2 separate regions of the Anser cygnoides genome follow, and region 2 is linked to region 1. Evidence: chromatin contacts called from public Hi-C data. All regions are on one chromosome and are shown on one strand. The core of a region is the stretch at or near the end of the contact, and the rest is flanking DNA. Distances in the headings are between cores, read along the strand shown.

Region 1 (4,869 bases), core at 1,788-4,287:
CTGTGAGATCAGGGAAAGCAGCCCCAGGGAACCGATCCGGCCAAAAGAGCCAAAAAAAGGGGGAAAAATAATAATAAAAGGACTTATTTCCAGCCACAGAGCTGGGTCTGGCCCCGGGGCAGTTGCATTTCGGCCAGCCAGTGCCCGGGGCTGGCCCCGTGCAGGGGCTCGGAGGGTCCCCTGGGTGGGATGTCCCTTGGGGGGCTGCACAAAGGAGCCGGGAGGAGATGTCAGGGGAGTTTCTTTGTCAGGAGCAGAACCTGCCCTGTCGAGGCTGGGGGCCCAGCCCGGGTCACCCCAGGCTTGCTCCTTGGTGGCTTTCCCTCCCGGGATTTTCTCTTCCCAGCGGTGTGGAGAAGCACCTCCTTTGGGTTGCTTTCAGCCTGCCGGCTGCCGGCTCGGTTTGGCGGCCCCAGATCTGGCAAAAGGAGGGGCAGGGAGCAGCCACCCCCTATTTATCCTCCCGGGACTCGCTCCTACCCGCCCCCGTTGTCTCTCTTCCAGTTTCTTCCCCCACTCTTTGCACAGAAGCCTTTCCCCCTCCTTGCGTTACGTTCCTCCGGGGATGGAGACCAAATCACCCAGGGCAATAAACAGATTGTTATTAGCGTAGGGTTGAAGGGTTTGGGGTCCCGGGCCGTGTACAGGGGATGAACCTGAAGCCGTTCCTCGTCTTGGGACCCCGCCAAGCTGCCTTGGCCAAGTGTCTCCTTTTCTTCTTTCTTCCCTTCCAGGCTTTTTCCGTGCTTGGGTGTGTTTCCACGCCGCCAAGCCGGATGGAAAATTACTGCTCTGCCCTGGCAGGGCCAGTGCAAGGCAGAGTTCCCTGCTGGAAAACCCCCTGGGGTCCCACCCTGGTGGCGTCTGGTCACCGCGCCCCTCAGGGCCGAGCCTGGTGGCACCCGCAGCTGTCCCCGAGATGCAGGGACACGCCACGGCCTCAGCTTTGAGCCATCTTCTGGCCCCACAGCTCAGGGAAATGAGGCAGGGCGGAAAGCCCCGACCCCATGGCCCTGCACCCCCATGCATGGGGTGGCACGGAGGGACACCTCAAGGCTCTCCATAGTGGAAGATGCGCCTCAACCCCAAAAGCCGAGGCAGGAAAACCCTTTCTCCGACCACGGGGCACTCTTTGGTCGTGCAAAGCCAACTGGAGCATCTTCCACGAGGCGCGAGCTCCCCGGACCTGGGAGCTGGCATTTCCAGCCAGAAAGGGCAAGCCCGGGTGTCTGATGCCCATAAAAAGAGCACATCTGTTTGGCAGGCACAGAAAACCCATCAATCACCTCCAAATCTCCTTCTGCCCACGCAGCAATTTTCAGTGCCTTGAAGGAAAAAAAAAAAAAAAACAGAAAAGAAAGAAATGAGCGAAGTTCTTGGTCGTGCCCAACACAATGTTTTGGATTCGGGCCCGACATTTGGGCTGTGGGACCTCTTCCGGCGCGATGCTTTGGGGTCCGAGCTCTCCTCCCCCATTCCCCTGTCCCTGCAGTGGTGGCTTTGGGTCTCACCTGCCAGTTTTCTCCACCGGGAAACCTAATGGAAGGATGTCTAGAAAGTCGTTGTTGGTGGGATCCTGTAGACATGGCCACGCTGCTTATACCCCCCTTTTGGGGGATCTTTTCCCCTTTTGGGGGATCTCAGCTTTCAGGGAGTGCTTTTTCTTTTCTCTCTCTTTTTTATTTATTTATTTATTTTTTTAATGCTGTGGTTGGTGATTATGGAAAGGGAAGGGGTTCCCTGCGGGGAGGCTTCACCCACCCATGTCCCACCTCGTAGGCGAGCGCCCAGCAAGCAGCAAAGCTTGCGGGGGCTCCATCCCCGGCAGCCCTGGGCTGAAACTGCTGGGGCACGCCAGCAACACGGCTCCCAAGCGTGTCTTTGACGTAAAAACCAGGTGAAAAGCCTTGGAGAGATAAGGCAGAAGCCACCAAAGGGAAAACAGGGCTCCTGCGGGACACCACGCTGCCAACTGGGGCAGGGTCGGCCACGGACCAGATGCTAGCAAAACCCGAGCACGCACCTATGTGGGTGCAGGCTCAGGGCCGGGTGGAAAAATCAATAGGATTACGGGGGAGGAAGGAACAAAAATAAGAAAAAAAAAAAAAAACTAAAACCTTGCTTTTGGAGGCAGGCGCCAGGACATGGAAGGAGTCTGGTGCGCATCAGGCCCAGGGAGCTGTGCAAGCCTCAGGAGACACGTCCCGCCATCTAACGAGGCTGCCTAATTTGCATTTTTGTTTTTTTTTTCCATGGAGGGGGGCAGCCCAAACCCACAAACTTTGTCCCCGAGCAGGTAATTAATGGGCCGGGCTCGGTTTGCTCCGCTTTGGGAAGCCCAGCGCAAGGCGCGGCAGGCCCCGGGTTTTCCAGACCTCTCACCAGCAGCCGCTGCCGTGGGTAAATCCCAGCCCCAGGCTCCCCGGCGGCACAAAAAGCAGCACCTCTCCCATCTCCGGCAGCTCTCCAAGAGGTGGTTCCCACCCCGGGTGCCTCCGTGATGATGATGGTGGTGATGAAGGCTGACGGTGGCCGTGCCACCTCCGATTACCCCCAAGGTGGCCAAATCCAGCCCCAGCCCCAACCAACCCCGTCCCGTGGCTGAAGTTGAGCCCATCCAAGCCCATGGCACGAAGCAAGAGGGCTTTCAATCATTTTGTTTTGTCTTGACGCAAAACTCCACCATGCTCAGCCAGGAAGCTTCCGATATATATTTTTTCCCCCAACAGCCTGCAGCAAGAGGGGAAAATTCCCCAAAGCCTTCATCCCTCATCGTACCCGAGGGCAGCACCATCTCGGAGGCTTCCTGGTCGGCCGGTCCAACCTCCTGCGTGCTCCAAGCATCTCCTGCACCTTCCTCAAGCAGGTCAACGGGTGGCCTGGGGCTGGCACGGAGATGCAGCACGCGATGCCTGCTGTCGTCTGGCCATGCGGACCAAAGCTTGGTGACACCAAGCACGGGATGATCATAGGGTGGCGCCTGGCCTTTGGCATGGCGCAGTGCCCATCGTCTTCCTCCCCCTGCAAATAAAATACAAAGTGTGGGCAATGTAAGCCACGGCGCCCGAGGAGCTTCGCCTCCAAGCCAGGAGGGGGAAAAAGGGAGGGTAAGACAAGGATCTGCTCCCAGGCATGGCTCTGGAGGGAAGAAGAGGAGAAGGGAGACCCGTGCGGTCAGCGAGGCGGGCAGGGCAGGCGGCTCTCCTGTCCCCAGTTGAGCAACCCGCCCCCGTCCCCAGCTGTTTGCAGAGAGAAAAGGTTGAGAAATTGATTGGTTGCGCAAAGCAGGCATTAACACGTCTGCAGCCCCAAAAACAACAGAAAGAAGCCCACGTTCCTGCAGAGACACCCATCAGCTCCTCCCAAAATCCCTGCTGATGTCAGCTCCGGCAGTGTGGGCTCCGGAGGAGGACCAGGAGCATCCCTGCCCTCCTCCCCTCCGGGCAGGGGTGCTGAGCCCGGGCAAGGATCCCTTGGCTCCCAACCACGCTGGAAGGAAAAGGGCTATAAGAACATGAGGGTGTTTTGCACCATCCTCCGTGAAGATGCTCAGGAGAGAGGTGTCCCAAAGCCCAGATTTTGGGGTCTCCATCAGCACCGCCTCCGTGGCAGGAGCCGAAATCCAGCCCCAGCACGTCCCGGCGTCGCAGGAGCTGAGTGAGCCAGCAAAGCAAACACTGGCAGAGAGCTCCTGAGCCGTGTAAACAAACAACCAATTAAAAGATGAAATAAATCCCCCGGGTACGTAACCTTTCTATTTAAGCACCGGCCAGGGCTGGAGGAGCTCCAGCACATCCGACCCGGCGCCGTCTGTGATCTCCCTGCCCAGCCCCGCGAGCCCGGGGCTCCTCTGGGATGAAAGCGGTCGGCTTTCAGGGAGCGGCTTCACCTTTCCTGGCATTTCTTTCCCCCCCAGTTACACCATTTTTTTTTTTTTTTTTTTTTTTTGGTTTAATTCAGAGGGAAGCCCTCAGCCCCTTTCCGCACCCCAGAGGGGCAGCAGGGATGCTTTTAAAGGCGAGGGCAAAGCGAGGGAGGGAAAGCAGCAGGGAGCCAGTGCTAAAAGCCCCGCACCTGCAGGATTTCACCACCTGAGCACAGCACCGGGGCCAGGCCACCCCTGGGCAGCCACGGGGGCAAAAAGCAAGGCTGGAGGCAGGAGGAGGCGCTGGGACAGGGAAGTGAAAGAGGCAGAGATAGCACTGCCACCCTTCCCACCGCCGCCTGCAGTAATCACAGCCGCTCTCACTTCTCCCTCGCTGCCCCGATGGTTCCTCCGCAGGCGGGTTTTGGTTCCTCTCCGCTCCCCCGCCACCTTCCCTGTTTCGAGACCGAGCCTTCAAACCGCTTCAGCTTTTATTTCCAGTTTCTAAACCGCAGGGATGCCGCCGGTTCCCATGGCCCGTGCTGCTCCCTGCCCGGCCCCGGCACTCGCGTCCCCTCCGGGGAGCTGGGGGCAAGGCAGGGACGGAGGCGGCCCAGCTCAGAGGGGTGCCCTGGGGGGCTCAGAGGGGTGCTTTGGGGTCAGGATGGGGATGCTTTGGGGGAAGGATGTTTTTTCAAGGAGGACAAAGCTGGGGGATGTTAATAAGTTGGTGACTTACGGAGACAAGCACATCACCTCCCCACCTCCATCCTCCCTCCAAGCCCCAGGGCACGGATGGGAGCAATTCCCGGCTGCCCTGTGCCTGCAGCCCCCAGCACACAACGTCAGTAAGCCCAACCACTTCATTTTATTTTGTTTTTAAGAATCACTGCAACAAAACTGGCATCGGAACGAAGCGTGGGCTCTGTTCTGCTTTTGTTAATTTTAGTGCCGACGCATGCAAACGACGGCAGAGAGTCAATATTGACTTTCCACTGAAGCAA
Region 2 (5,534 bases), core at 830-3,329, 370 kb after region 1:
GGCACAGAGACGGGGGGCACGAGGGGTGTGAGGATGGGGGGGCTGCGCAGATTTGGGGCGCAGGGGGCCGGGCATTCGGGGGCGTGCAGAAGGGGGGCAGGGGGATGTCCGGATGGGGGGCAGCGTGCGGATAGGGGGGTCCAGGGGGCGTAGGGAAGCGGGGCGGGGCGGCAGCCCGCGGGAAGCCAGCCCTGCGGCCGGGGGGGACCCCGAAAAAACGGAGAAAGGGGGGGGCGCAGCGCGGCGGGGACCTACCTGCTCCTCCTCGGCGCTCAGCTCCGCGGCCATGCTGCGCGGCCGGGCCGGGCCGAGCCGAGCCGGGCCGGGCCGGGCAGAGCCGGGCAGAGCCGGGCTAAGCGGCGGGGCGGCCGCCGGAGCCCATCCCCGGGGAGCCGGCGGGGCTGCGGGCACCCCCCGGCCCCTCCCGGCCTCCGGGCGAGGCCGCACGCTCGGCGAGGGAGGGAGGCTCCGCCCCGGGGTGGCCGCGGGGGACGGCAGGGAGGGAAGAGGAGGGGGAAAAAGGAAAATCGGGGGGGGGGGAAAGGGAAAAAAAGGGAACGGGGAGAAGGGGGGAAACGGGGAGGGAATGGGAAAGAAAAACGGAAACGAAAAAGAAAGAGGAAAAATGAAGATGAAAGGTGAAAAAGACGGAAAAATAAGAAACCAAAAAATAAGGAATGAAAAAGTAAGGGATGAGCAATAAATACAAATATAAAAATAGAGATTTTCTTTAAAAAGGGTAAAAAAAAAAAAAAAAAACCACGAAGAAATCCGCCGCAGCCCCGGGAAGTTTCGCTCGCCCCGGGGAAGCTGGGCCGGGCTCCGCTCCCCGCCCCGCTCTGCCCCGGCGGGGGCGGCGGCAGGAAGCGGCCCCAGCCCCCTCCCCGCCGGCCCCGGCCCCGCGGAGGGCGGGGGGAGGCCGGGGGGGGCCGGGGGGAGGCCGGGGCCGGCGGCGGGCAGGAAGCCCCCCCCGGGCGGAGGGGGGCCGCGGGAGCGAGGGGAGCAGGAGCCCCCCCCGCGTCCTCCGGGAGCTCGGCGGGACCCCCCCGGGGCCGGGCCCTTGCCCCGCCTCGCCTCCCCGCAGCCTCCCCGCAGGGCCGAGCAGCCTCCGCTGGGCCTCCCTCAGCGCCCTCCTCTCCCTCGGCGGCTCCCCGAGCCTTCCCCGCGGGCGGGCGGCTTTCCAGCCCTGCCCTCGCCCCCCTCCCTCCTCCTCTGCCCCCCGAGGCGTCCTCCTCGCCCTCCCCGTCCCGCTGCCCCCCCCGAGGCTCCGGGCCCCGGCGGCCGGGCCAGGGGGACATTTTGTCGGGCGGCGGAGCGCGGCGCTGGCGCCCTGCCCGCAGCCCGGGAGCCTGCACCTCGCTCGCAGAAAATGGAAGGAAGGGCAGAGGGAAGCAGCCGGGCCCGCAGCCGGAGCCCCCCGAGCCCGGGGAGCCGCTCGCTCAGCCCGGCCCCCCCCCCAACCCGAAATTTGGACCCCGGCTCGGTGACCGCCGGTGCCACCTCCTGCTCCGGTCGGGAGCGGGGCAGGGAACAGCTGGGAGCGGGCTCGCACCCAGCAAACAGCAGAGTCACGGCGACAAACTGCGCTGGCCCCGGCCGCTTCCGCTTAACACCCTCTCTCCAAACACAGGCTTTCGTTTCCAGCGGGAATCGCAAGGCAAATATTTATCCCTCCGGCTCAGCTCATGCTTTTAAAAGGGAAACTATGCGGCATCAGCTGGAGCGGGCGGAAAGCGCCGGCTGCTTCCCTCCAGCTCTCCGCCATCGATCAGAGCGGGCGGCTGGAGGCAGCAGCCCCTTTCAGCCGCCTTTCGTCTCCGGCCCCCTCCCTTTCCCTTCGCTGGAGGACCTTGAGAGCTTGCTGAAGGACAGCACGGAGCCTGAAACCCGAGCCGCAGCTCTTCCAGCTCCTTCCTCCCCGAGGGACGCGCAGATCGAGCATTCTGGTGCCCAGCTCGGGAGGAGAACCGGGTGGATGCACCCAGACCCCGCTGCCCTCCCGGCGAGGCTCGCCCGCTCCCAGGGCCTCTCTCCGCACTGCTCTGGGGACCAGGCGGCCCAGGCGCTTGTCCTCTTTCCCCTGGAGCAGTCGCTTTGCAGGCTAAAAATACAACCCGATGCTCAGAAAGGGCCGTGGCCACATCTGAGCGACAAGAAAGGGGTCCCAGAGCCAGGGGGCCGTTTCCTCCCCTCCCGTGGAGGGGGAGCAGAGGGCAGCCCTCTCCCCCCGCCGCGCTGACAGCTCCTGCAGCTGTAATCGATAGCGGCGGCACGGTCAGATGATCGCGAGCGGCCCACGTGCTTGGCACAGAAATGAGCATTTTCTGGGAAAAATGGGGGGGTGAGGGCAGAAGGCGAATGGCCCCGCTATCTGCGTGCAGCATCCCTGCTGGCGCTATCTCCTCCTGGGCACGGGCCCTCCTCGGGGGCCACAGGGAGGCATTTGCACGAGGATACCCCAGTCCCATGGCTTTTGCCCATTTTCCTCTCCCCCTCCACATTTAGAGTGGTCCTGCTCTGGCTTTTTTCATCTCCCCTTCAAAAACAACCTGGGGACAGCGAGCGTGACGGTGAACCAGCCCCAGGGACACGCAGGAGAGGGGGCTTGGGCAGGTAGGGGCCAGAGCAGCTCGCTGCGCCAAGAATTAAAACCCTTTAATTCATTCAGTGCTGCAACCAGCTTTTTAATCCCCCTTTGGGAGGCACAGCGTGTCTCCTCCCTGAGGTAGCAGGGAGACGCTGAAGAATTCGTATTTCTGAGAAGCCTTTTATTTGGCACAATCAGCTTTGAGAGCGAAATCATTCCTTCCTCCCTCTGCCGAGAAAAGCCCGGAGTACAGGCTGGGGCTCACGCAGCACGGCGCTGTGCTGAGAGGCAGGGCCAGCTGTGATGCAAGGAGAGCGAGTTTCTCAGTAACACGTGGGCGTGGAAAGCCCTGCCTGCAGACTCACAGCAGCCCGCTGCAGACTTCTGTTACTAGAAGCAGGCTGACCACAAAACTTTCATTGAGAAGGCCTCGGCCAACAGCTGGAGCAGAAGGCTGCAGCGCCCCGTGACTTCCTGCGCCCCGCAGGCAGGGCTGCCAGCAGGATCCGTGCCCCACGAGCGGGAGCCATGCGGCAGGATCCGTAGCCCACGGCTCCGAGCGCTGGTCCTGGCCTGGAGGCTTGCCAGAGCCTCAGACAGAAGCCGGGGCTGGGGCTGAGCTGGGAGCCCTGCAGCTTGGGACAGGTTATTTTATTTCACAGCACGTGACTGCCTGGGCAGAACCGGACGATCCTGCTCAGGCCCTCGCTTCTGCGAGGCCAAAAAGTGGCTCTGAGAGCACTTCCGTGCCCTTTACACAAAGCCATCCTATAACGATTACCTTTGCTGCCCTCAAAGGCAGCGAGAAACCTTTTCCTTCCTCCTCACCCAAGCAGGCTGCCACAGCAGCCTAATTCTCCATCCTGCTCACTGCTTCCTCCCGGCCCTCCGGAGAGGCTGCTGGCTGGGGGGTAGACAAGTGTTCCAGCTCGTACTGCCCGTCCCCAGCAGCCCTCGGCTGCCCCGCTGCCAGCTTTTTACTCTTCTTGCTCTCGATGATCTGCTGGAGCTGACGCCCAGCGTAGTCTGGCTTGGCTGTGAGCGACGTGGCGGGCACGGCGAGCCCCAGGATTTCGGGCACCATGTAAGGCCGGAGCCAGCCCACCAGCGGCGTGCTGCCGGGCGTGTAGTGGGTTTGCTTGTGGTAGAAGAGAAGTCCGTCGACCTGCAGAAAGGAGAGAGAGCGGATGAGAAGCCCGAGCTGGAGGCTTTTACAGGTCAATGAGAGCGCCAGACGGCGGCGCCGCTCCTCACTCACCGGCCAAAGCCACCAGCTGGATCGTTTTTCCTCAATAAATAGCGGAAGGGAAAGGGGAAACCCGCAGAGCTCCTGCCCTGGAAGATCAGCGCAGGCCCAGCACGCGCTGGAAGGCTTTCAGGCATCGAAGGCAAACACTGTGAGGCCGGCGGCGGCACGGACCAGTGCTTTTCCCCTCGTTGCTATGATCCCACTCCACAGAAAAGCCACCCAGTTTCTGAATGAGGCAGCGCACAAAAAGGCCATTTTACTGGATTAGGCTTATTTTAAATAATACATTGGGAGAGTAATTAGCGGGAGCGCGTGACGCCAAGGAGCCCCGCTTCGTAGTTACACTGCTACAGCTCTTCCAGCTTGCTTACGCAAAATAAATTCTTAATGCTTCCCGAGAGAGAACTTGTCCAGCGATCAATGACAGCTAAGGGCACTCAGGACTCTGCAGGCTGAGGCCCGAACTCTCGTGGCTGGCGTTTTCCCCGCGCCCCCTCCACGCCCAAGCCTCCTCACCCCACTTTCCCTGGGCTTCCCAGGGGTGCACTCTGCGAGGTTCGATCCTGCTGCAAGACCAGCTGGCCTGGGAGGTGGTGCTCCTTTTAGCTCGGCCTCGTGAGCTCTTAGAGGCCATTTCCCTACGAGTAAGTGTGGCTGAGCGGGCAGGAGCGAGCGAGGAAAAGAGCCCACCACTTTAAGCTCTGTCAGGCCCCAAATGCTCCCTGGCCCCTCCTGGAGCCCACAGCCCCCAGCAAAGAGGCACCCGTACCGGCAGCGAGCCCAGGCACGGGTGGACCGTGCAGGTCGAGGTGAGTTCGGTGCCCGTGAGCCTGGCCAAGCGAAGCGCAGGCACGTGCCCACCTCTGCTCCCGGGCGCCGGCTTCCAGCAGAGCGGGCGTTGCTCACCACGTCACTAAGGCTGTAATTTTTGGTCACTGTTAAGAGCTTGCAAAATGATCCCAGAAAACGGGGGGGATTCCCGTGCTAGGAAAACATGAAAGCAGAACAGCAAACAGCTTGTGTAACCCCCCGGATATCTAAGTGCAGAGCTTCTTTCTGCCCCCTCTCCCTGCTTCCTGGGAAGACACGAGCAGAGGAGTCAGATTGTGCGGCACCACACCGCCACGCTCTCCTGGGCCCGCACACCCAGCGCATTCCAGCGGATGCACGGCTCTCTGCGAGCAGCGGGGACTCTCCAGCACCCGCAGGAATCTTTTAGCGACATCAGAGCCTGGAAACGCTTCTGCCTTCCAGACCGCTCCACAGAGCTTCCCCAAACTGAGGAATTCAGAGCCTGGTAGAGGGTTAGGTCACGTTCCTCCTCCCCGTGGTTTCTGCTAAGTTACTGTAAGTCCCATATTCATTTCAGTTTATTCGTTGGCTGCGTCCCTATCCTGAGTCACTACTCTGACACCGGCCACATCAAGATAAGGGCTGAGAGTGCCTCCGTACGACCGAACCTTTTGAGAAACTGGCCGGGAAGGATTTCATGTGTCAAAGCCATGCTTTCCAGATTTTAGGTGCTCGATAGTATGCCTCCTCCTCCACATCGGGTTTTCTGAGAGACTTTGGCTCCCCCTGCCTTCCTAGAAACTCGTATGCTGTTTTACTCAGATCCGTGGGTAGCTCCTGAAATCCCCTCCAAAAATCTCTCCGAACTCATTGCCAGCCGACTGATCCAAAGTCCACCGAATTCAT

Evidence for each region. Hi-C and Micro-C count contacts between places; a contact is called where the count stands out from the background.
Region 2: a Hi-C map of liver shows a contact between it and region 1, with 15 times the contacts expected there. The contact joins the promoter of PTPN9 here to the enhancer-like site in region 1. A contact is called at or near these places in 2 of 7 Hi-C or Micro-C datasets (both in liver).

Annotation. Positions count from the first base shown.
Region 1 is chr11:12,849,799-12,854,667 of Taihu_goose_T2T_genome, forward strand. No RefSeq gene overlaps it. Among named protein-coding and RNA genes, the nearest start is that of C11H15orf39, 5.4 kb to the left of the region's middle. Within about 2 kb of position 3,038, at least 1 of the 3 cell types and tissues checked has open chromatin away from gene starts, as enhancers often do. A contact at or near this core is called in liver, where this site is marked.
Region 2 is chr11:13,216,720-13,222,253 of Taihu_goose_T2T_genome, forward strand. PTPN9 (protein tyrosine phosphatase non-receptor type 9) reads right to left here and starts at 2,080. Exons shown (of 13, transcript XM_048081500.2): 1 at 1,850-2,080. The coding sequence starts at 1,942. It overlaps SNUPN (snurportin 1), which reads right to left. Exons shown (of 8, transcript XM_067003976.1): 8 at 2,664-3,752. The coding sequence ends at 3,438.